Regions from separate parts of the Mus musculus genome. Here regions 2, 3, 4, 5, 6 and 7 are each linked to region 1. Evidence: chromatin contacts called from public HiChIP or PLAC-seq and promoter capture Hi-C data. All regions are on one chromosome and are shown on one strand. Each heading gives the region's core, a stretch centred on a gene start, on an enhancer-like site or on the middle of the called end of the contact. The rest is flanking DNA. Distances are from core to core; before and after follow the strand shown. Region 1 holds the start of Cc2d1a (coiled-coil and C2 domain containing 1A). Region 2 holds the start of Fbxw9 (F-box and WD-40 domain protein 9). Region 3 holds the start of Klf1 (Kruppel-like factor 1 (erythroid)). Region 4 holds the start of Gadd45gip1 (growth arrest and DNA-damage-inducible, gamma interacting protein 1). Region 5 holds the start of Hook2 (hook microtubule tethering protein 2). Region 6 holds the start of Scoc (short coiled-coil protein). Region 7 holds the start of Farsa (phenylalanyl-tRNA synthetase, alpha subunit).

Region 1 (2,949 bases), core at 155-2,654:
GGCAAATCTTTTGGAGGCATTTTCCCAATTGAGAGTCCCTTTTCCCAAATGACTTGGGTCAAACTGACATAAAACTAGTCGGCCCACATGGCAAGAATCCCCTCCTCCATCTCAAAAACATCATAAAAAGTTTAAAAAGGTCACCTTGGGTCTGAGATGTAGTTTCATGGTAGAGTGTTTTATCATGCAGGAAGCTCCATGTTCCATTCCTAGTACCTCAAATAAATATTTTAAAAGCCGATTTGAGGCCAGGTTGTGGTGAATCATACTTTTAATCCCAGCACTCTGGAAGCAGAGGCAGGTTTGTCTCTGAGTTTGAGGCCTGATCTACAGAGTTAGTTCTAGGACAGACAGCCAGGGATATACATAAACTCTGCCTGGAAATAAATTAAAAATAAAAATAAAATAAAAAGCCAATTTGAATAAACCAAATACCTGAGTTCCGCTGTTTCTTCTTATTCATTTTATCTTTCCCTGAGAAATCTGAAAACAACAAACAAACTCTCCAGCTGTTGCCAGCACTGTATGTCCCCATCTGTACCCTGTCTCCCTCCTCCACTGGGCCCATCTGGCAGCCTGATGAGGGGAGTCAGCTGGTCTTCAGCAGGACACTGGGTGGGGCGACAGGTCATAGCCACCTTGGACCATGGCCAGGTAGCCATTCACACCCTTTCCCTGTGTGAAGGAACGATCTCGTCCTCTTCACGGTATCTGCTGGAGTCTCTGGGTTGGAGACAACTACGTTTCTCCCCCACCCACACCCAAAGCTTAATTATCTGGGACATGGGGTACTTGGAAGCTTCAGAGAGGTCTCTGGAGACCCACCAAAGTCACACAAGACTTTAGGAGGGCTACCCCGCGTCAGGAGTGGCTTCCGGCCAATGTCTTCAGACTGTGGGACCCATGGCAAGCCAGAACCAACCTGGGCCACAGCAGTAATGGAAGTTGCTCTGTCCTTAGTCGGGACGAGGTCAACCTGGATCTGATGGGGAATAGGTCGCCTAGGTCACTGGCGTAACGTTCTGAGAAAATACCCACATAGGCAGTCACGGGGACCGCGTGGCAAACTGGCGGTGGGAGACAGGAAGGCCTGAGGCCTGACACTGTGGACTCGGCTCCTGAAGACCTGCGCCACAGACGGGAGAGCAGGAGCATCCACACCCACACCCACACCCGCACCCACTCCACCACAAAGCCTAACAGAACGATGTGCGGCGGTGTGGAGCCACAGACGTCACACTGCCGCGCCCTCACACCTGCAGCTCTCTCTCTTTTTCCCGCCCGTGAGGCCACGCCCCACGCACGCGTAGTACCGACTACACACCTTACGCATGCTCCGCCTTCTCTCTGCCCTACTTTATGCTAGGCGCATGCGCCTCCACGCTCTGACTGCCGGGAATTGTAGTTTAACTAGAGAGCCCACGAATCCAGCCGCCGCGCTCCTGAAGGCCAAGGCGGAAGCTGGGCGGCCCAAACTCGAGAATCCCGGGGGGCCGGGCGCGGAGGAGGGACTCAGGGCTCAGGAACAGCGCGAGCTCTGAGACTCGACTTCGGTGAAGAGGCAAGGCAAGGCAAAGGTGCAGGGGCTGGTAGTCCGGGCTTCGAGCCTGGAAGATGCACAAGAGGAATGGACCCCAGGCACCCCCGGGCCGAGGTGCTGTCACTGCCCGCCAGGTGAGTGTGTGCCCCTCTACCCACCGAGGGGTACCTGCCCACCCTTCCTCAGAGTCTCTCTCCACCCTTCCTCACACTCGCGGGGAGTGCCCCACCCCCAGAAAAGCCTGATCCTCGCCACCAGGTGAACCCTGGTCTCCGCCCCGCCCCCGAGGTGAGGTGTATGGCCTACTGGGTTGGGCCATCCAGCTTCTAGCTTCACACCCCAGATTCAGGGAACACCTGTTGCTGCAGCACTTCCAACCGGGAAGGGAAAGCAATCAGACCGGCTTTTCAGGCCTTTGCATTAACTGGGTCAGGCCACACTCTACACCCATTGTACAGATGAGGACACTAAGGATAAGGGAGGCGCAGAGATCTATCTAGTCAAGGTCACAAGGATGAAGCACCTGGCCAGACAGAAATGTCAGTCCAGAGGTGTACAGGAAAACCTACAAGACTGTGGCCCAGAGCCATACTCCCAGATTCAGGGCCTGTGGGAGTTTGATTTGTCCCATCTTTGAACCAGGGATCCCAGGGCTCTGTGCTCAGGTTCCCCCTGACCTAGGTACATTTGACTGAATGTATTTGTAGTTTGGAGCCTCAGTTTTTCCACCTGTGGAATGGAAGCCTAGAAGAGTCCTTAAAGGGCAGTTATAAAGACTTACTGAGACTATTTATGGAAAAATGCTAGAACAGAGGGAGTGTGGCCGCTGGATTCTTGGGCTCTCTGTGACTAATGGCTTCACTCAATAGGTGAAGCCATGCATAACTGCTAAGATTTGGCCAATTTGGACCTATAGAAAGGGTAATTTCATGTAACTCATCATATTTTGTTGGTCACTAGCCAAAGCAGAAGGGCAGGTCTATAAAAAAGACCCAGTTCTTCAACTTTGCCCCCACTGTTGTCATAGTCATCGTGGCTTTTATTTATTTATTTTTCTCCTTGCCATGCTGGGATGGAACCCAGCTTTGCACATACTAGGGTTAGGGTTAGCACTTTAATGATGAGTGCACCTTCCAGTCCCACACTGGTGCGTTCTCTGCTGCTGGGGAGCCATGTGCATAAAGAACGTTATTGTATGAGGGTGTCTTCCTCAGCCTCCTGGTCTCTCCAAGAAATGGCTTCCTCGTAGAGATTTGGTTCCAGCATCCCGACGGGTCTCTGGGCCTGAGCGGTCTATGGAAGGTCTAACTGGAGCCCGGTTGCTCCCGTAGCTTGGTCTGCTGGTTGACTTCTCCCCAGACGGCCTGATGATCCCCGAGGATGGGATTAATGAGGAGGAGCTGGAGGCT
Region 2 (2,824 bases), core at 276-2,775, 910 kb before region 1:
TCTGGGTTTAGATCCAGGGACACAGTGGTTAAAACTTCTAACTACCCAAGCAGTGGTGGCGCACGCCTTTAGTCCCAGCACTTGGGAGGCAGAGACAGGCGGAGTTCTGAGTTTGAGGCCAGCCTGGTCTACAGAGTGAGTTCCAGGACAGCCAGGGCTACACAGAGAAACCCTGTCTCAAAAAACAAAAAATTAAAAATTAAAAAAAAATCCTTCTAACTATAAACCAGGAAGCCACATCAAGACACAGAAGCCAAGGGGTGGGAAATATGGCTCGGCAGTAGAGAACTTACCTAAGTTATCCCTAGTCGCTCTTCCTGCCCCCTCCCAAGTCAGAATCTAAACCTCAGGTCAGCCATTCAATGGTCTGGAGGAGGTCCAAGCACCTGTTTTATCAAAGCTGTTTGTAAATCTGACTCGGGGTTGGAGGGCAACTCCCTAATGCAGAAGAATCAAACTCTTCCAGATTAGAGGAATCAAGAGCCTGAGAACCTAGCAATATCAGAACCAGGAACATGTCCGAGACATGCTGAGGATGGGACACGTCATAAAGCATTTACCTAGCATAGCCAAAGCCCTGAGTTCTGTCCTTAAAAGCAACAGCAAAAACTCAAAATCATCGATTTCAAGTTGTCTCTTCCTCCAGAAACCAATGACCTCAAGGGCAGAAGGAACAACACAGCTCTGCAAAGATGACAAGGCTAGCCCAAACACTTGTAAGGCTAAGGAGCTACATGAGAACCTGCCCCAAAATAATAAAATAAAATAGAAAAGGTGACAGGCTAGACCTAGAACTGAAAGATTACTGGTATTAATGATCCCAATCGGGAGTCTAGAAATTCAGAACCTCTTAACGAATCCTGGATCAACACTCCATGGGTCAAAGGCTTTGTTATGCTAGTTGCTGCTTGTGCCTCAAGTTGTTTCCAAAGCTTGGGAATTCTTGGGCTAGGGCCTTTGTGCTAACAAAGCGCAAACCCGGAAATCTTTGGATTTTAAGTTTAGAAATCCCAGGTCCAGAGCACTTCCTGAGGAAACCAAGTGGCCTTGTGGTCGACAAGGATTAGGCAGCACCCCAAAATTCCTGTCTCCCAAGGATGTGCATACCTTCCACCACTGGGTAGGGTGCGCGTACGCGGCGCTGAGCGCGTAGCCTCCAGGTGACACGATCACGCACGAGGTCGTGCAACGCTTGGCACACGCACGGCAGGACTTGAAGCACGACTCGCGCATCCAGGTAGGCACAGATCTCCAGCAGCAGCTCCGGGGGAAGGCTCAAGAGGCCCGGTAGGCGCACGGCCGGGACTTTGGAGGCGGCCTTTCGCTCCGGCACGCCTAGGGACGCGGAGAACATGGACTGCAGTGACGAGCGCCGCGGGGTCAGGCCAAGCTTGGGAGGGGTAAGCACACGGGCTACGTAGGCCTCAGCTTGAGTGTCAGGGTCGGGATCTGGCTCGGGGTCAGATTCCTCCTCACAAGAGCGAGGATCCCCACTCCGCCCTGAGGAAAGATCCATGGCGCCCGGGTGGGCGCGGCTGTACAGGTTTAGCCAGAGCCGCGTCTTGTTTCCTAGGCAGCGCGAGATCACTTCCGGCGCCCATTAGATGACGTCAGAGACTAACACCTGCCAGATATTGCTTGGAAATCAGACGTCTAGTCCTGTGCGGGTGTGAATGGTTTTTTTTTTTTTTTTTTTTTTTTGGTTTTTCGAGACAGGGTTTCTCTGTATAGCCCTGGCTGTCCTGGAATTCACTTTGTAGGCCAGGCTGGCCTCGAACTCAGAAATCCACCTGCCTCTGCCTCCCGAGTGCTGGGATTAAAGGCGTGCACCACCACGCCCGGCGTTTATCTTTTATTTCTACTCCTTTTTTTTTTTTTTTTTTAAGGCAGGGTTTCTCTGTATAGCCCTGGCTGTCTTGGAACTCACTTTGTAGACCAGGCTGGCCTCGAACTCAGAAATCCACCTGCCTCTGCCTCCCGAGTACTGGGATTAAAGGCATGTGCCACCACCACCCAGCTAAATAATTCTTAAAAAAAAAAAATGGTCACTGGGTCCTCAACCCGGGCAGTGGGCACGCCTTTAATCCGGCTTCTACTCTTATATTTGGAATCCCCTGAAGCTAGGTTTACAGGTCGGCAATCACCTCTTGTGGATGCTAGAAACCCAATTTTCATCTTCTCCAAGACCAACTGCTTTGTTTTAGACAAGTAATCCAGGATGGCCTCTAATTCGGTGGGTGACCTGCCTCTGCTCTCTCTGTTGAAATGAAAGGCACCTATCTCGCTCACTTAAAGTGCTCTTAAGCCATGGGCCATCGACCGTTTCAGCCCTGGAGTTTATGCTTTGTACGCATTTGGAGGCCTGAGGTTGAGATGGTTGGAGGCCTTCTTCAATCTCCATCTTAGTTTATTGTCCTAAATTTTGTGTGTGCTCCCGTGCACCACAGGTCACATGTATCAGAGCAACTCTGTGGAGTCACTTCTCCATCACCTTTACATAGGTTCTGGAATCAAATTAAGGTAAACAGGCAGCAAACATCTTTATGTGCTGAGCCAACTCTCACAGCAGGCATCTTATATCTTGAAACAGCTATTGACTAATGACTTTTAGCTAGACTGGCTGGCCAGCCAGTGAGCCTCAGGAAGCCTTCTGTCTCTGTTCACCAGGAGTTGCTCTCCTGTGCCCAACACTGATGTGGGCAATCCTAATTTAGGTCTTCAACTTTGCATGGCTTCAACAGTTAAGCTCCACGCCTAAGTTTATTTTGGGGTCAAATGACCATTGTCTAGGAACTCTGATTCAATTTCAAATAGGTCAGGCAAA
Region 3 (3,113 bases), core at 31-2,530, 750 kb before region 1:
AGAAGGCGCCGCGAGCCCGCGAAAGAGCTGGAAGTGGCCTTGGTACTGTGGCGCGGGGTACAGCGCGGGGTATCCCGACAGCAGCCCATAGGGGGCGCCTGGAGCTGCGGGCACCGCAAGCCCCGCCCGCGGGAAGAAGCCCCCTACGGAGCCCGCTCGCGAGTCGGAGTACGAGGGCTGAGCCTTGGGAGCGAGTCCCGGGGCCAGGGCAGGGGCCACGAAGGGTTCAGGGGCTGGGGGTCTCGGAGTCGGGTGCGCCCAGCTTGTGTGCTCCTCGGAGCCCAAAGGCCCAGTCACCAACCCTGGGCCACCCGCATAGGCGCCCAGAGACTCAGGCGGCTCGAACTGTGCCACTGGCCCCACGCTGGGCGCCAGGGCACAGGTCCGGGAAGTGCCGGGAGACTCGGAACCTGGAAAGTTTGTAAGGAAAAGATCCGGGTCCCACGCACAGGTCACGTCCCTCTCATCGTCCTCTCCGGAAGGGTCCTCCGATTTCAGACTCACGTGATGGGACGGCCCCGTGGGATTCGGGGGCCCCGGCCCCAAATCCTGCGTCTCCTCAGACCGCCACCACTGCGGGAGGGAGCGTACTGCTTGAATGGTAGGCACTGGGTACCTGGCCCTCAAACAACCCTGGCTGGAAACACCGTTGGTGCCTGTCATTTACCCACACGGTTCCCCTAACCCCTTTCTCAGCTCCAGACAACTCCATTAGGTCTTGCTAGAGACAGCTAAGACACTTACCAAGAATAGTATTCAGGATGGGAGAAGGGGTTGCAGAGTTCTGAGTCAAAGGGGACAGCTTCGACTCCGTTTTCCCTAGCCTTTCCCTGTCTTCACATAGCCCAGAAAATTACAGCTCAAAGCCTGGAAATCCCAGGACACCTTTATCTGGACCTTTGTCTCTATGAGCCTAGTCTCTTAAGATATAGAGCTTAGAATTCTGCTTCCTGTTGGAGAAATAGGCCTCACCTTGATCTCAGACCCCTAGAACATCTCCCCCAAACAAGGCTCAGAGGCTCTCCCACTCCTCCACCCCCAAAAAACAGAGCAGAGGATATTAAAGTAAGATAGACGCCCCACCCCTAAGCACTATGCCCTATGCAAGACCACCTGCCCCCTCCCACACACTCACACTGGCCCCACCTTGAGGAAGTCCTCCTGGGTGTCCAGGAACTGTCCCAGGGTGGTGAGTGTACTGATGGAGGGTAAGACAGTCTCAGCTGAGGCCATGGCTGGCTGGTGTCCACCCTGGACCTCAGGCCTCCTCTCTCTCTTCTGCCTCATGGGCTATGAGGCTAGGAAAGTTTCTTGGAGGGCTCCTGTCTGCCCACATCTGATTGGCTGTCTTCCCTGATAAGACCCAGGCAAAGCAAAACGGCAAAGGAGGGGTGTGTGCGATATGTGTGTGGTGTGCTTCTTTTTTTTTTTTTTTAAGGTTTTCGAAACAGGGTTTCTCTGTGTAACTGAGCCCTGGCTGTCCTGGACTGGCTTATGTAGACCAGGCTGGCCTAGAACTCACAGACATCTGCCTACCTCTGTCTCCTGAGTGCTGGGATTAAAGTTGTGATGTGTCACTTTCAAGGAATAGACCTCACCCTGGCCTGTTTTCAAACTGGTCCCTGAAAACCAACCCTGTATGTAAAGTCAATCAGATGTCAAGGAATAGGGGCTTCAAAGTTTTAGGATTCAGGTTGGGTAAAGAAAAGTCCTGGTCGCTGCTCCCCACCCCCACCCCACCTCCCACAGGACTGAGAAGACCCCTCTGGTTTGGTTTCAAGTCTCTCTCCAAGGAGTGGACCAGGAAGGATAGATTTCTTGGGAAAGGTCTTTGGGACCCTTTGACCCCCATGGAGACCACTGCAGTCCTTACTCTCCCAGACAACAGCAGCAACGGTGCTAGTGGCGGGCCTTGGCACCGGCTCCCTTTCAGGCATTATCAGACACACCAGATGTTTCAGGCCGCTATCAGGTAGGGGGCCCAGAACAACCATAGCTCTGTTCCTCCTTGAGCAGAAGAGCTGGGGGTTGGTGCCACAAATTATTTTAGCTTTGAATTGCTCTGTTGTGTTGAGGTCTGAGCTGTTTAGCAAAAGGAGTCCCCTCAAATCAGCCCACTCTGGGGCTCTGAGGACCCTCACTGGCTACTGCATGGAGCTGAAGGGGATGGCTAGGAAGTTTACAGTGTGGTGGGCTAGGACCCATAGATGGAGCTGCAGCTAGTATGCCGTTCAGAAGAGCTCAGCCCTGACTCTGCCTAACGGCTCATTGTGTGCGGGACCCCATGATAGATGGCCTGCTATTCCCATACTTCTATTCTGGTGCCCTATGAGTCAGGGTAGGGAAATGGGGTGTCACGGGTACAATAATATCACACATACACCATCATTGCTCGGTGTCCATAGGGGACATCAGATCCATTATAGAAAATGGTACCTAGTCAGGCATGGTAGTGATGCCTTTAATCCCAGCACTTGGAAAGCAGAGGCTGGTGGATCTCTATGAATTTGAAAGGTCTGTTTGGTCTACATAATAAGTTCCAGGACAACCAGGGCTACATAGTCTTTGTCTCGAAAGACGACAACAAGGGTAAAACAGTGCTGGGGACTTAGCTTCATGGAGTGCTTGCACCGTATTAACTTTAAAAGAAAAGCATAAAGACCTAGGTTCAGATCCCTGGCACTGACACAAAAGCCAAGTGTCACTGTGCATGTCTAAGACTAGTGCTAGACAGATGGAAACGGGAAGATACCTGGTGCTCACTGGATAGTCAGCCTAGCCGATCAGGTCCAGTGTCAGGCCCAGCATAGGAAATAAGGTAAAGAAAACGAAGGAAGAGACCATCAACCCTGACCGCTGGGCTGCACGCATGCTCAAGCACACACTAGACACACGCCCCAACAATCAGTGTGCTAAGACGAGTAACCGGAGGACAACAGGCTAATGGAGGAGGGCAGGCAACCATGGAAGGTTACATGCCTCATTATTTTGTCTATATAATTGCCAGAACAGGTCAGGACGAGCAGTGCTTCCCAGAGGCTGGGGCAGGAGACTGCTAGGAGACAAAGTCTCATTTGGGAGGACAGAAACATTCTGAAACTCAGTAGAAGTGT
Region 4 (3,147 bases), core at 159-2,658, 680 kb before region 1:
ATCCAAATGTCTGGTTTGCCTCCATTTTCTCCTCAAATCTGATCACATGTGCCTTCTTTTCTGACTTCTACCCCAGACTTCAGAGTCCATCACTGCTCTCAGGTCCCACTACCTAGCTACGGTGGCCACACAAGACAGGGTCTCACTACATAGACTAGGCTGGCTGGCCTCAAAACTCGGTGATCTAACCTGCCTGTCTCCAGAAGGCTGGGATTAAAGGTGTGCTCCACCAAGACCAGATTATTTGTGATAAAAGGTTTCACCTGGGCTGTTCTCTAATTGAGAATCATCATTCCCACTTCTCAACCTCAGGGCCTTTGCAACAGTTGCTCCCTCTACTGGGAACTCATGCCTTGAGATTTTTCCAGTAACAGTATCTGGTTATATGGGGATTTGCTTAAACATCACAAGAGCTAGCATGCACTTTTAACTGTGTTTGTCTTCCTTGGGGGGGGGGGGTTCCTCAGTCATCATCCGAATCCTCTGTCTGCTTTGTTCCCTGGTGTGTGGGTCCTTATATCCTTGCAGAGTAACTAGGGAAGTATATAGAGTTGAGGCTGGGACTGGTACAGGCCTGTAATAGCAGATATTCAGAAGGTAAAGACAGATGGATCCTAGATTCGAGGCCAGCCTGGGCAATAAAATGAGTTCTGGTTAATTGAGTCCTTGCTATTTAGAATAAAAGGGCAGGCTACTGATAAAGGAAGAGGACAAGTAAAAACAAACATTAAAACTGCAGTTGAGGCCGGGGGTGGTGGTGCACGCCTTTAATCCCAGCACTTGGGAGGCAGAGGCAGGCGGATTTCTGAGTTCGAGACCAGAGTGAGTTCCAGGATAGCCAGGGCTACACAGAAGAACCCTGTCTCGAAAAACCAAAAGAAAAAAAAAAAAACAAAAAACCAAAAACTGCAGTTGAATGACTACAAGGATGTCTGCTTTGCAGCAAAGTTAACATGTAATGTTTAAGCCCACGCCACAAGGGATCCGCGTGCCTACTACGGATGATTCCTGGTTTCGGGGCCCTGGGGTACGTGCCCCATCACACCCACCTGGCTTGGCGCCTTGCCTCCAAGGCCTGCTGCTGCAAGCGCAGCGACTCTTGCATGGTCGCTAAGCTCGGGTACCATTCTTGCTCCTCGGCCTCCAACTCGCGCAGCTGCTCTGGGGTGGGCCACAGGGAGGCCGGGGGCACCCCGGAGATGGCGCCATGTCGTCCGAACTGCTTGGCCACATAGCGGGGCGTTAGCTGCCATCGCGGGGTCAGCAGGTTCTCCGGGTCTGGCGAGTGGGGCCCGGGACGGCGGCGCGGGGGCGGGGGCGCACGGTAGCTGCGGGACCTGGGACCCAGAGCCACAGAGAGCCGCAGGAGATAGCCACTCCGCATTGCGAGCGCCGCCATCTTGGCTGTGGGTCCTCGCGGCAGCGGGGCTGGCTACGGCGCTGCCTGCGCGGCGGAAACACCGGGGGCCTCCGGCCGGGGAGCGGAGGAGCGCCGCGCTGCTTTAGTCCGTACGGCGCAGGTGAACGTTTAATGCGGGTGGGGCGGGGGGAGCAATTGTTTGTTAAGAGAATATTGTATGGCTGGTGGCTTACCTCTTTAATTCCAGCAATCAGGAGGCAGAGGCAGGAGGATCTCTATGAGTTCCAGGGCTGCCAAGACTACGTGTATCAAAAAAGAAAAAAAGAAAGGATTTCTGCAGTTTATTTATTGGGGGACGAAAGTGTTGAAGTGTTGGTGATTAAGTGGAGGTCAGAGGACAGCTTGGGGAAGTCGGTTTTCTCCTTCCACCAAGCAAGAGTTGTGGGAATAGAACTAAAATCATCTTGCCTGGTGGCAAATGCCTTTACCCTCCGAGCCTTCTTCCCGGCCATCATTTGGGATTTTGAAATAGGATATCATCCTGTAGCCAGGTCATCTTGGAACTTCTTGGCATAATTCAGGATGGCATCGATTTCTAAATCAGTCTCGCCTGTGCTAGGATGACCGGTAATGAGCCTGTTTAAAATAAGACTTAAAAGTGGCGTGCGTTGGCCGGGCGGTAGGGGCGCATGCCTTTAATTTCATAACTTGGAGGTAGAGACAGGCGGATCTTTGTGAGTTCAAGGTCAGCCTGGTGTACAGAGTGACTTCCAGAACAGCCAGGGCTGTTAAACAGAGAAACAACAACAACAAAAAGAAGAAAAGAAAAAAACTGGTGTGCCAGTATTATTTAAATTACTGTATTTGACATTTTGATTTTTAATTTTGAAATATTAATGCTTTAAATATGTCTGCTTTATTGTATATTTTATTTCCCTTCACATCTGTGCTTTTAAATTTCTCTAATATATTAAATATTTCTACTTTAATATTTAGGCTTATGTTACCTTTTAAATCTTTAAAAAGATTTAGTGTGTGTGTGTGTGCGCCTCATGTGTGGGTGCCAGTGGAAGCCAATGGAACCCTCTCAGACTGGCCTTACAAGCAATTGTCAAGGGACTTGAATACAAGAAACCAAATTCTTCAAGTCTTCTGGAAGACAGGAAATATTTTAAACTTTTCAGCCATTTCTCCAGCTCCATGGATTCTAACTTGTTTGGTCGTGTGTGTTTGTGTGTGTGTGTTGGTGTTGTTTGGTTTTTTTGAGTCTTGTTATGTAGTGCCAGCTGGCTGGCCTGGAATTCACTGTGGAACTTACAGGGTTCTGCCTCTGCCTTCCCAGTGCTGAAATTAAAGATCTGAGACCATCATGTGCAGTTTACCTTTTTTTTTTTTTTTTTTTTTTTTTTTTTTTTTGGTTTTTCGAGACAGTGTTTTTCTGTGTAGCCCTGGCTGTCTTGGAACTCACTTTGTAGACCAGGCTGGCCTCGAACTCAGAAATCTGTCTGCCTCTGCCTCCCAAGTGCTGGGATTAAAGGCGTGCGCCACCACTGCCTTCCCTTTTATCTTAAGCATTTATGATCCACTTTATGGCATTTGGTTATGTGACTCAGTTGATGGTATGCTTGCCTAGTAGGCATAGAGCCCTGAGTTTCATCTCCTGCATGGCATAAACTAAACATGGTAGTGCATATCTATAATCCTGACACTGGAGAGATGGAGGCAAGAGGATCAGAATTTCATGGTGGCACCTTTAATCCCAGGACTCAGGAGGTGGAGGTAGAGGA
Region 5 (2,835 bases), core at 332-2,831, 840 kb before region 1:
GAAAGAGAATATGAGGATGCCTGCAGAGGCTACAAGTGTCACATCCCCTAGAGCAGTTGCAGGTGGTTGAGAGCTGTTTGATGTCTGTGCGTCCTCTCTGGAGAAGCAGTAAGTTCCTCTGGAAGAACAGTATCCATTTTTAACCACCAAGCCATTCTTCCAGCCCAGTTTTGTTTCTTGAAGCAGTGTGTCATGTGGCTCAGAATGAGTTCTAACTTACTGTGTAGCCACCCAAGATAACCTTGATGTCCTGATCCTCTGGCTTGCTAAGTACTGGGACTCCATGTGTGCCACATGGTCTGGCTACCCCTGCCCATCCCCCCTCCCACCCCCCACCCAGCATACCCTGCTACTTGGGATTGAACTCAGGACCTTGTGTAGGGTGAGCAAATTCTCTTTTGCCAACTATATCCCTGGCCTTTTAAAGGTTTTGAGACGGGATGATGGATGGTTTACCACCCTCCTGTATTAACACACCACCATAGCTGGGATTACAAGCATTTGCCAGCACACCTCTTGGAAGTTAACATGTGTTGTGTGTGTGCTTTTGCCCACATCATAAGAATGGTGGCAAGTTTTTTTGTCCTATTGTGGGTGCTCAATATAAACAAAAATAGCTTGCTGATCACCAGACATCTGGCTCTCTTCCTGACAAGACTGCCTGTCCATCGCACAGGACATGTATCTAGCTTTCCCTTTGCCTTCACCTCCTTAAGTCCTCTAGTTATTCCCTAGTCATGAGTCCACCTGTCACCTTCAACCTCCAGCTGGGGCTTGAGTCCTCTGAGATGCCCTGGAGCCATTCGTTGTTGAACCAGGAAGGGTCTCTAGGGGCAGAAAGATGGGATGAGCAGGCTGGGGAGCCCTTCAGGATCCTCCCACTCAGCCGCCACACTCACATCTGATTCAGCACATGGGCTATGGCGAGTCCGCTGCTCAGGTCCTGGGGACTGGCACAGGGGGGTGAAACTTGGAACGTCTGCAACTAAAGGGGGAAGACGGAAGGGCAACAGGAAAATTGAGGACCTGGAATTGCAGACTTTTTCCCCAGCCATCAGACATTTCACGGGGTTAGAAAGGCATTAGCCTGTAGCACCAACATATCACATCTTCGGGGGCGTGACTTCTACACGCCTAGGCAAGGACGGGGCGTGGCTTCATTTTACCTATCCTGGCAAACCCTGCAAACCTAGGTCAGGGCGTTACCACCAGTCACCTGGTCCCCACTGCTAACATGTGACCAGGCCTGTGCCCTCCAGAGGGGCGTGGCCTCACCTGGTCTTTTCGCTCAGGCCTGCCCACGTGACAGACGCAGGTGGTCAGGTCAGAGTCCAACGGCCCAGCAAGCCTACGATCTATTCCTCCTTCCAGGTCCAAAACCGAGGAAAGAAGACCAAGACAGGACGAGAGGAGAGGGCGCACACCTGACCCAGCCCCGCCCCCCGACCTACCCAGGTGAGCAGAGACCCGCATAGCTCGGCCTTGTCCACACTCATGGCTCCGGATCGAATTCGATCCGGGCCAAGGAGCCCCGGCACGCAGCAGCAGCCTCCGGGTCCGCCACCAGCGAGCGCCCGAAGCCCAGACCTCCCGCTCGGCCTAGAGCGCCGCCCCGCTCCACCCCGCCCCCTAGCCATAGGCTCCGCCCCAGACACGTGATCTCCCATTGCAAACACTTGCCTCGCCATCTTAGATGCGGGACATAGGCAAGTGCACATTCTGCCGCTAGGTGTCAGTCTGGCTCAGTCCTGCTGCTGGTGACCTCCACTCCTCGCGGCTTCTCTTTATGTAGTGGAGTGGTCCTCAAGATCCTTTTAAGGCGGATCTACCGCACCCAGTTTCACAGGCACTTTAATGGTTCCCCCCCAAAGCTGAAAGAAATCCTCCGGTTTAGCCGCGTTATGATCTGAGCCTTTCTTAATGTGGGCGCAGAGAATAATTATAAATCCTGTAGTCGTGGAGTGAGAGGATCTTAAAAGCGTCTTCCCCAGAGAAGTGATTCTGGCTGGAGTCCTTCTGAAAACTCGGGTATGGTTGGGAGCAGGAAGGGTCAAGTATGTCCTGAGTAAAGGACATAGCACTTGCCCAGCCCGGGGTCTCTTTCCTGCGAGCTACTCTGCTCCTTCCCGGCCCCGGGTGCTTTGAGCACCTTCCTGCCCTAAAAAACACTCGACCTGGCCAAAGCTGCGGGTGATCTGAAGCCCACCAGGGGGCGCGCAGAACGTAGGAACGCATCCTTCTGGGAAAAGGGTGCGTCCACCGGTTGAGCCGGTTTAGGGGAGCGCAGAGAGCTTAGAATTTTTTGACAATAAAGTCTCAAGACATCATTTGTGGAGTGCTTACTGTTTTCAGACTTTACAATAAGCTATATATCTACAGACAATTGAATGTTTTCCACGACCCTAGGAGACAAGGGCTACTTTAATTCCCAGGTTTTGTTTCTTAATTTTAGAAACTGTATTATTTAATTTTTTTATTTAATTTTTTTTTAATCCGCCGCTTTGCAAATGAGTAAACAGCGGCTACAAAGTACACGGGCTTTGACGCCAGGGGTAAAGCCCAGACCACGCCCTTTGACCCCTGGGTCCACTAGTAGCCCCTCCCCTCTCTGGCGGGTGGGGTAATGTGCTGTAATTAGAGGCTATTAAATGTGCCCAGAGGGAGGAGTGGAGCCGGCTCTGCTTTGGGGCGGGTTCAGTTCGGAGGGGGATAATGTTCTGCTTCCATCCAGGCAATGAGCCGGGATCCAGTCCAGCGACCCTGTCCTGGTTGGGTGAGCCCAGCGACATCAGCCACCCGCCCTCTATCTTACTAGAGTTGTTAATCTACTACAGA
Region 6 (2,907 bases), core at 368-2,867, 710 kb after region 1:
ATAGCACCAATGCTGCATGGCTCACAAAAGTTTGTAACTCCAGCTCCAGAGAATCAGATAACACCCTGTTTGGGTTCAGAGGGCTCATCACTCATGTGCACACTGGCACACATGCACACACACATATACATACATATACACATACATATAATTAAAAAAAAAAGAAGGGGTTGGAGAGATAGTTCAGCAGTTAAGAGCACTGGCAGCTTTTCCAGAGGATCCAGGTTCAATTTCCAGCGCCTACATACATGGCAGCTCACAATGTCTGTAACTCCAGTTCCAGGAGATCCAACACTCTTTTCTGGCGTCCTCAGGCACCAGGTACCCAAGTGTTTCAGAGAAATAAATGCAAGTAAAATATACATACAATAAAAAATTAAAACCAAAAACAAATTTTCAGGCCCATTTCTATGACTGGCCCATGTGCATTTGAAAAGAAAGTGTGTTCTTCACTATCTTGGAAAATCCCATCCTTCTTTGAATGTTGCCCATATTCATTCTATTTTGTTGGCACTCCTCTTAGCGTTACCTGGGGTTTCCCTCTCTTCCCATATTCTCCTTCCTTCAAATCCTGAATTGTAGTCCAAGCCTAATACTTTCGTCTCAAACACTAAATGGTAGGTACTTTATTTATAAAGGATTACGGTCACGTGTTAGCAAATCCTGCTTGATTGGTTTAAGATACCCGGGAGTTGTAGAAATGGCTCAGAAGTTAACAGTACTTATTGCTCTTTCACGGGAAGCTGAGTTGAGTTCTCATCATCCTCACCAAATGGTTCACAGCCACCTGTAACCCCAATCCCAGGGGTCTGATTCCCTCTTCTGGCATCTGCAGGCACCTTGCACAGGCACAAGCAAGTACATACACACCGCTACATATTCATGCAATTAAAAATAGAACCTTATATAAGAAAGAAAAGCCAAGAAGAAAGTATTTGTAAGCTGGCCTCTACAGCTCAGAGGTTTTGATAAAGTCAAAGCAAGAATGCTTTGCAGGTAAGAATATACTGTGGTCACTGACCGCTAACAGCAAGATACTTGTTTCAAAGGTTAGGTTATAATGAAGTGTCACGAAAATCACCTAGCAACCCAAAGTCTGGCATTGTACATGTACACTTGAATAAGAAACACAATTTTAATTAAGCCTTGGGTTTTCTGAGACTGAGATCAGGAGACTGCTGATCTAAGGAATCATGACGTGGTCGGGTGAACGGAAGTTTAAAAATTGTCCTGAATATGGGGTACGAAGAGAAACATCCATTAATGGTATATGCTTTGTGCGTTATCTAATTTTAGAAGTGGGGAAAAAGGAAACCGTGCTTTTAGAATCGAGGGGGGAGGGCGCTGCACTGTTCTGCTCACTCTGTTCTTGAATGTGAACGAAATATCTCTCTCCTAGAGTCTGGTCACGGCAATTTCCAGAAATTCTGTCTCTGTTTCCCTCCCTCTCTCCCCGTCTCTCTTTTTTTAACCTAGAGTGACTTTCCACCCCACTTTCCAGGTTCCTGGCGAGACAAAAGATGCTCAGCGAGGACCGCTTTCTTAGGCGCATCTTCTCTTCTGCGCCGTGATTGGTCGCTGCTTTTTTAGGACACGCCCAAAAATCCTGATTGGTCGTCAATGCCCTTTTGTTAGGGCAAAGGTGGACCCCGGTGCTCTGCCACAGGCCTGTCGAGGCGTCCAGCAGCCAGTGCGCAGGCGTGCAATTTCCAGTTAGGATTGGTGGGAGGACGCCTCCTCGCTCGGCGCACGCTCCGTGGGCGGGAAGGGCGGGGCTGACGCTGTCAGTTGGTCGGAGAGCCGCGCGGCCTGAGGCTTCCTACCCATCCCGCCTCTTCCCGGCGCTTCAGACGCAAGGTGAGGCGGCTCGGGGCGGCGAGGGCTGGGCCTGGGAGACCGCCGAGGCCCTGTGGGGCGGGGCGGGATGGAACGGGAACCCGGGCGGCGGCCTGGGTGCTGGATTGCGGCGCCGCGAGGCCCGACATCCCGCCGAGCGCTGCGCAGCCACCTTCCCGGCCCCACGCCGCGGGCTCAGTGGGAAGAGCCCGGCGGTGCGGGACCGGGACGCCGTGGGGGTGCGATGGGACCGGGTAGTAGGAGAAGACGCTCTGCTGCCCGAGCTACCTTCCAGTTCGCCGCAATTCTTCTGCTTCAGCCTCTCGAGTGCTAGGATTGCTTTGCAGGCGTGGTGGCCCGTGCATGTCTGGGGTGGGACGTCTTTGCTAGAACCTGGGTTTGTTTCTTTGTCAGCTTTTCTCAGGCGTCCTGCGGAACAAATATTGAGGAGTAAGGTTTGGGAAGGAGAAATCATAGTTTCCCGAAAAGCCAAGGTTTCTGTTACACCACCAGAGACAGACGTCGCAATAGCCAGAAGGACAGAGGTCCCCAAACCGTTATCCGTTTCTGCGACTCAAAGCTGTGCGTAGGAATCCTAGTGTCTGTATGCTCCAATGATTAAACTGGATGCAGCTAGCTCCCCGGGGATCTAACTTAAGTTTGATCCTTATTGACGATGTAGTTCCTCGATTTCCATCGATTTTGAAAGCCCTAAAATGTCAAAGCAGAACATGAACAGATTAGAAACATCACACTGGAGTGGATGCAGATGAAATTTTATATTTGTTTTGTTTGTGGAAACGCCAAAGGAGTTGAGTTTTTCAAACTCAGTTTAGGACCTTAATAATATCTTGGCTATGAAACATGAGGCAAGGCCTCTAGCCTTTATAAGGCTTAGTATCCACATCTGTGAATTGCATTTTCTTTCTGTTGTGATAAAACTATATATGTAAAGTGTTCAGTGCATTCCTGTAGTGCATTGGACTTTTAAATTTAAAAAACTATTGCTGGTGAGTGGATGATGGATGGAAAACATTAATTGCAGGTTCAAGAGAAGTCTGGTGGTTGAGT
Region 7 (3,150 bases), core at 136-2,635, 710 kb before region 1:
CTGAAAACTAATACAGAGAATACAATCTGGCTGGCTACAACTCCTAGTATAGTTCTCCATTCTTCTCCTGAGATAAAGACACACAAAGCAGGCTGTGCATGGTGGTAAAATCGTGTAATCTTAGCTGTTGGGAACCTGAGGTAAGGAAAGCTCGTGAACTCATACACAGTGAGTTCAAGGCCAGACTGGACAGTGAGGGCCTGTTTCAAGGTTAAAAAGTATCCCAGCATTCGAGAGGCGGAGGCAGGTGGATCTCTGTGAATCTGAGGCTGGACTGGCCTACATAGTGGCTTACAGCATATCCAGGGCTATGTAAGGAGACCCAGCCTGAAAAACTGAACAAAGACAGTAAAAACCTACAAAAAATTTTTAAAAAGAAAAAAGTACAAAGTGTGGTGGAGAGGTGCTTCAGTGGTTTAAGAGCAATAGCTCCTGCAGAGGAACCAGGTTCAAGTCCCAGCACCTACATGGAAGCTCACAGCCATCTATGACTTAAGTTCCCACCCTCTTCTGGTTTCCTCCAGCTTGTGGTGCACATAACTTAGGCAGGCACACATATATACATAAAAAACAATAACTCTAAGAGGGTGAGTATTGGTGGCATAAGCCTTTTATCCCAGCTCTCTGAAGACACATGGATCTTGGTAAATTGGAGGCCAGCCTGGTCCAGATAGCAACCATATTTTTAGGGTGTAGCTTTTGACTAGCAGCAGAAGGCCCTAACATGGAGATAAAAGGGGAAAACAGGAACCTTACAGAACCATTTAATTCTGCCCTGATGGTCTCTGCGGCCTATAATCCCACACCAATGCCCTGCCACTGATGTCTTGGATGCCATCGTTTTCCTCCATTGGCCTCGAGTCAGTTTCCATCTGTACCTGATCCCGGCTCTCTGTCCCGCAACGCTAAGTCAACTGTCACAGCTAGTTCTCTGAGCCTTCATATCACTCTGGTCATTTGTGTTTCCCCATTAGATTGCAACCCCTTTCCGGGAAGCGACTCGTCTTGTCACACCCCTACATGTGCCATGTTTTCGCCTTAACAGACATTAGTCACTTGAGAAACGAAAACTGTTCCAGACTTCCCACCAGCGCACCCCACGGTGCACCAGCACGTAATGTCCCTTCACCAGAAATAATGGGGCTGCCGGTATGAAAGCGAGGCCGAGCCGCGGCACGCCTGGACTCACCTCACCCAGAGCTTGAAGGCTCTTCACTGCGCCCACCACCGCCTGGTGCTCCACACCCAGCTGCGTAGCCAACTCCGCGCTGTCCAGACCGCCATCAGCTACCTCCAGCCGCCGCAGCAACAGCTCCAAAACGGGATTATCCGCCATGGCTACTCCCAGCGTGCTTGGCGTGTGCAGGCCGCCGGACCTGACTAGGGGACCGGAACTGGAACCGGAAGTCGCGATAGCGCGTGCGTTGCCATTTTTAGTGTGGCGCAAAGGGCGACTTGGAAGCTGGTCGTCGCCATCTTAAGTGTGGCAAATGAGCCTCAAATGTACTTAAGGGATTCAGGATGCTGCATGTAGTTTGACCCCAGTGGCTTTTAGTTAACTAGTGAAGTCAATTTGATGACTTGAAGGGCAAAAGTAGTTTTCTTTTGGGATTTTTGTTTTATATCTTGAAACAGGTCTTCTTTAGCAGAGGCTAGACTTGACCTCCTCATCTCCTGCCTACTTCTCCCAAGTGCTAGGATTACAGACAATCACTCTAAGGCTTGACTGAAATTCTATTGGTTTCCCCCAATAATTTTCATCCAGCCACCACTAGCAGGCTCAGATCACTGCCATCCTTCAAGAATTCTCAGCCGGGCAGTGGTGGTGCGTGCCTTTGATCCCAGCACTTGGGAGGCAGAGGCAGGCAGATTTCTGAGTTCGAGGCCAGCCTGGTCTACAGAGTGAGTTCCAGGACAGCCAGGGTTACACAGAGAAACCCTATCTCGAAAAACCAAAAAAAAAATTTTTTTAAAAATCTCTCTTACCTAGAGAGAAGGTGGCACTGAGTGGTGGGCTTCAGGCATGACCATTCTATTGATGTTTTTGTTGTTTTAGATTTATTCACTTTATTTTTATGTGTGAGGTTTTTGTCTGTATATATGTCTATGCACCATATGTGTGCATGGTGGCCTCAGAGGTCAGAAGATGGCCATCAGATCACATGGAACTGAAGCTTTGGAAGTTTGTGAACCATCAAGTGGATTCTGGGAATTGAACTATGGTCCTATGCAAGAGAACTTAACAGCTTAATACTTAATATTTAACAAGCGCTCTTAAGAGCTGAGCCATCTTTCCAGGGCCCCACTCTACAGATGTTAACTTTTTTTACATTTTCAAAAGGAATCTGGGTAGGGAACCATATATGTTTAGGGAGGAGGGATTCACTTAAGACAGTCACAAAGCCTGCTGACCTGCATGGAGTACTTCAGGGATTTTAAGTTCTCCCTAAAATTCATAATGTAGATACTATATAAATCTCTTCTACTTTACAAGAGAAAAAATGAGGCTTGGAGTTAGAGAGATGGCTCAGTACTTAAGAGCATTGACTATTCCTCCACAAGTCCTGAGTTCAAATCCCAGCAACCATGTGGTGGCTCACAACCATCTGTAATGAGATCGGATGCCCTCTTCTGGTGTGTCTGAAAACAGCTACAGTGTATATATATTAAATAAATCATTAAAAAATGAGGCTCAACTCTCTTTGCCCCATCTACTGCGAGAATGAAGACCATTCTCAGCAATCAGACTGTCGACATTCCAGAAAATGTCGACATCACTCTGAAGGGGTGCACAGTCATTGTGAAGTGGCCCCAGGGGGACTCTGTGGAGGGACTTCAATCACATCAATGTGGAGCTGAGTCTTCTTGGAAAGACAAAGAAAAGGCTCCGGGTTGACAAATGGTGGGGTAACAGAAAGGACCTGGCCACTATCAGAACCATCTGCAGTCATGTTCAGAACACTATCAAGGGTGTGTTACACTGGGCTTCTGTTAGAAGATGAGGTCTGTATATGTTCATTTCCCTATGAACATCATTGGTTGAAATCCGAAATTTCTTGGGTGAAAAACCCATCTGCAGGGTTTGGATGAGGCCAGGTGTTGCTTGTTCTCTCTCTCAAGCCCAGAAGGATGAGTTAATCCTTGAAGGAA

What was found. Promoter capture Hi-C pulls out the DNA fragments that hold promoters and counts their contacts. HiChIP or PLAC-seq counts read pairs in DNA pulled down with a chosen protein or histone mark.
Region 2: an H3K4me3 HiChIP or PLAC-seq map of bone marrow-derived macrophages shows a contact between it and region 1, with 6 times the contacts expected there. The contact joins the promoter of Fbxw9 here to the promoter of Cc2d1a in region 1. A contact is called at or near these places in 3 of 39 promoter capture datasets (the 3T3-L1 cell line, liver and pre-B cells), 1 of 115 datasets of contacts at active chromatin or transcription factors (bone marrow-derived macrophages) and 1 of 9 other capture datasets (liver).
Region 3: an H3K27ac HiChIP or PLAC-seq map of microglia shows a contact between it and region 1, with 6 times the contacts expected there. The contact joins the promoter of Klf1 here to the promoter of Cc2d1a in region 1. A contact is called at or near these places in 4 of 39 promoter capture datasets (the SN4741 cell line, cranial neural crest, hippocampal neurons and 1 more) and 2 of 115 datasets of contacts at active chromatin or transcription factors (bone marrow-derived macrophages and microglia).
Region 4: an H3K27ac HiChIP or PLAC-seq map of extraembryonic endoderm stem cells shows a contact between it and region 1, with 5 times the contacts expected there. The contact joins the promoter of Gadd45gip1 here to the promoter of Cc2d1a in region 1. A contact is called at or near these places in 10 of 39 promoter capture datasets (the 3T3-L1 cell line, the HPC-7 cell line, the SN4741 cell line and 6 more) and 8 of 115 datasets of contacts at active chromatin or transcription factors (the SCID.adh cell line, astrocytes, bone marrow-derived macrophages and 5 more).
Region 5: a contact with region 1 is called in a promoter capture Hi-C map of the 3T3-L1 cell line, with 4 times the contacts expected there. The contact joins the promoter of Hook2 here to the promoter of Cc2d1a in region 1. A contact is called at or near these places in 3 of 39 promoter capture datasets (the 3T3-L1 cell line, cranial neural crest and pre-B cells).
Region 6: a contact with region 1 is called in a promoter capture Hi-C map of liver, with 2.4 times the contacts expected there. The contact joins the promoter of Scoc here to the promoter of Cc2d1a in region 1. A contact is called at or near these places in 2 of 39 promoter capture datasets (liver and pre-B cells).
Region 7: a contact with region 1 is called in a promoter capture Hi-C map of hematopoietic stem and progenitor cells. The contact joins the promoter of Farsa here to the promoter of Cc2d1a in region 1. A contact is called at or near these places in 15 of 39 promoter capture datasets (the 3T3-L1 cell line, the HPC-7 cell line, the SN4741 cell line and 10 more), 6 of 115 datasets of contacts at active chromatin or transcription factors (the SCID.adh cell line, astrocytes, bone marrow-derived macrophages and 3 more) and 2 of 9 other capture datasets (adipose tissue and liver).

What each region holds. Positions count from the first base shown.
Region 1 is chr8:84,146,372-84,149,320 of GRCm38.p6, reverse strand. Cc2d1a (coiled-coil and C2 domain containing 1A) reads left to right here and starts at 1,404. Exons shown (of 29, transcript NM_145970.2): 1 at 1,404-1,674; 2 at 2,872-2,949. The coding sequence starts at 1,615. It overlaps 4930432K21Rik (RIKEN cDNA 4930432K21 gene), which reads right to left and starts at 1,283. Exons shown (of 9, transcript NM_029045.2): 1 at 923-1,283; 2 at 436-483. The coding sequence starts at 463.
Region 2 is chr8:85,058,820-85,061,643 of GRCm38.p6, reverse strand. It overlaps Fbxw9 (F-box and WD-40 domain protein 9), which reads right to left and starts at 1,525. Exons shown (of 10, transcript NM_026791.2): 1 at 1,108-1,525. The coding sequence starts at 1,516. A230103J11Rik (RIKEN cDNA A230103J11 gene) reads left to right here and starts at 1,184. Exons shown (of 4, transcript NR_110582.1): 1 at 1,184-1,237.
Region 3 is chr8:84,900,149-84,903,261 of GRCm38.p6, reverse strand. Klf1 (Kruppel-like factor 1 (erythroid)) reads right to left here and starts at 1,280. Exons shown (of 3, transcript NM_010635.3): 1 at 1,147-1,280; 2 at 1-573. The coding sequence starts at 1,233. It overlaps Gm39213 (predicted gene, 39213), which reads right to left. Exons shown (of 3, transcript NR_168730.1): 3 at 3,111-3,113.
Region 4 is chr8:84,830,543-84,833,689 of GRCm38.p6, reverse strand. It overlaps Gadd45gip1 (growth arrest and DNA-damage-inducible, gamma interacting protein 1), which reads right to left and starts at 1,408. Exons shown (of 2, transcript NM_183358.4): 1 at 1,050-1,408. The coding sequence starts at 1,399. It also overlaps a transcript of Dand5 not described here.
Region 5 is chr8:84,989,369-84,992,203 of GRCm38.p6, reverse strand. It overlaps Hook2 (hook microtubule tethering protein 2), which reads right to left and starts at 1,581. Exons shown (of 21, transcript NM_001372357.1): 1 at 1,452-1,581; 2 at 900-985; 3 at 755-827. The coding sequence starts at 1,496.
Region 6 is chr8:83,441,372-83,444,278 of GRCm38.p6, reverse strand. Scoc (short coiled-coil protein) reads left to right here and starts at 1,617. Exons shown (of 4, transcript NM_019708.4): 1 at 1,617-1,857.
Region 7 is chr8:84,855,221-84,858,370 of GRCm38.p6, reverse strand. It overlaps Farsa (phenylalanyl-tRNA synthetase, alpha subunit), which reads right to left and starts at 1,385. Exons shown (of 13, transcript NM_025648.3): 1 at 1,190-1,385. The coding sequence starts at 1,336. It overlaps 1700122E12Rik (a long non-coding RNA gene), which reads right to left. Exons shown (of 3, transcript XR_106144.5): 3 at 1,706-3,140.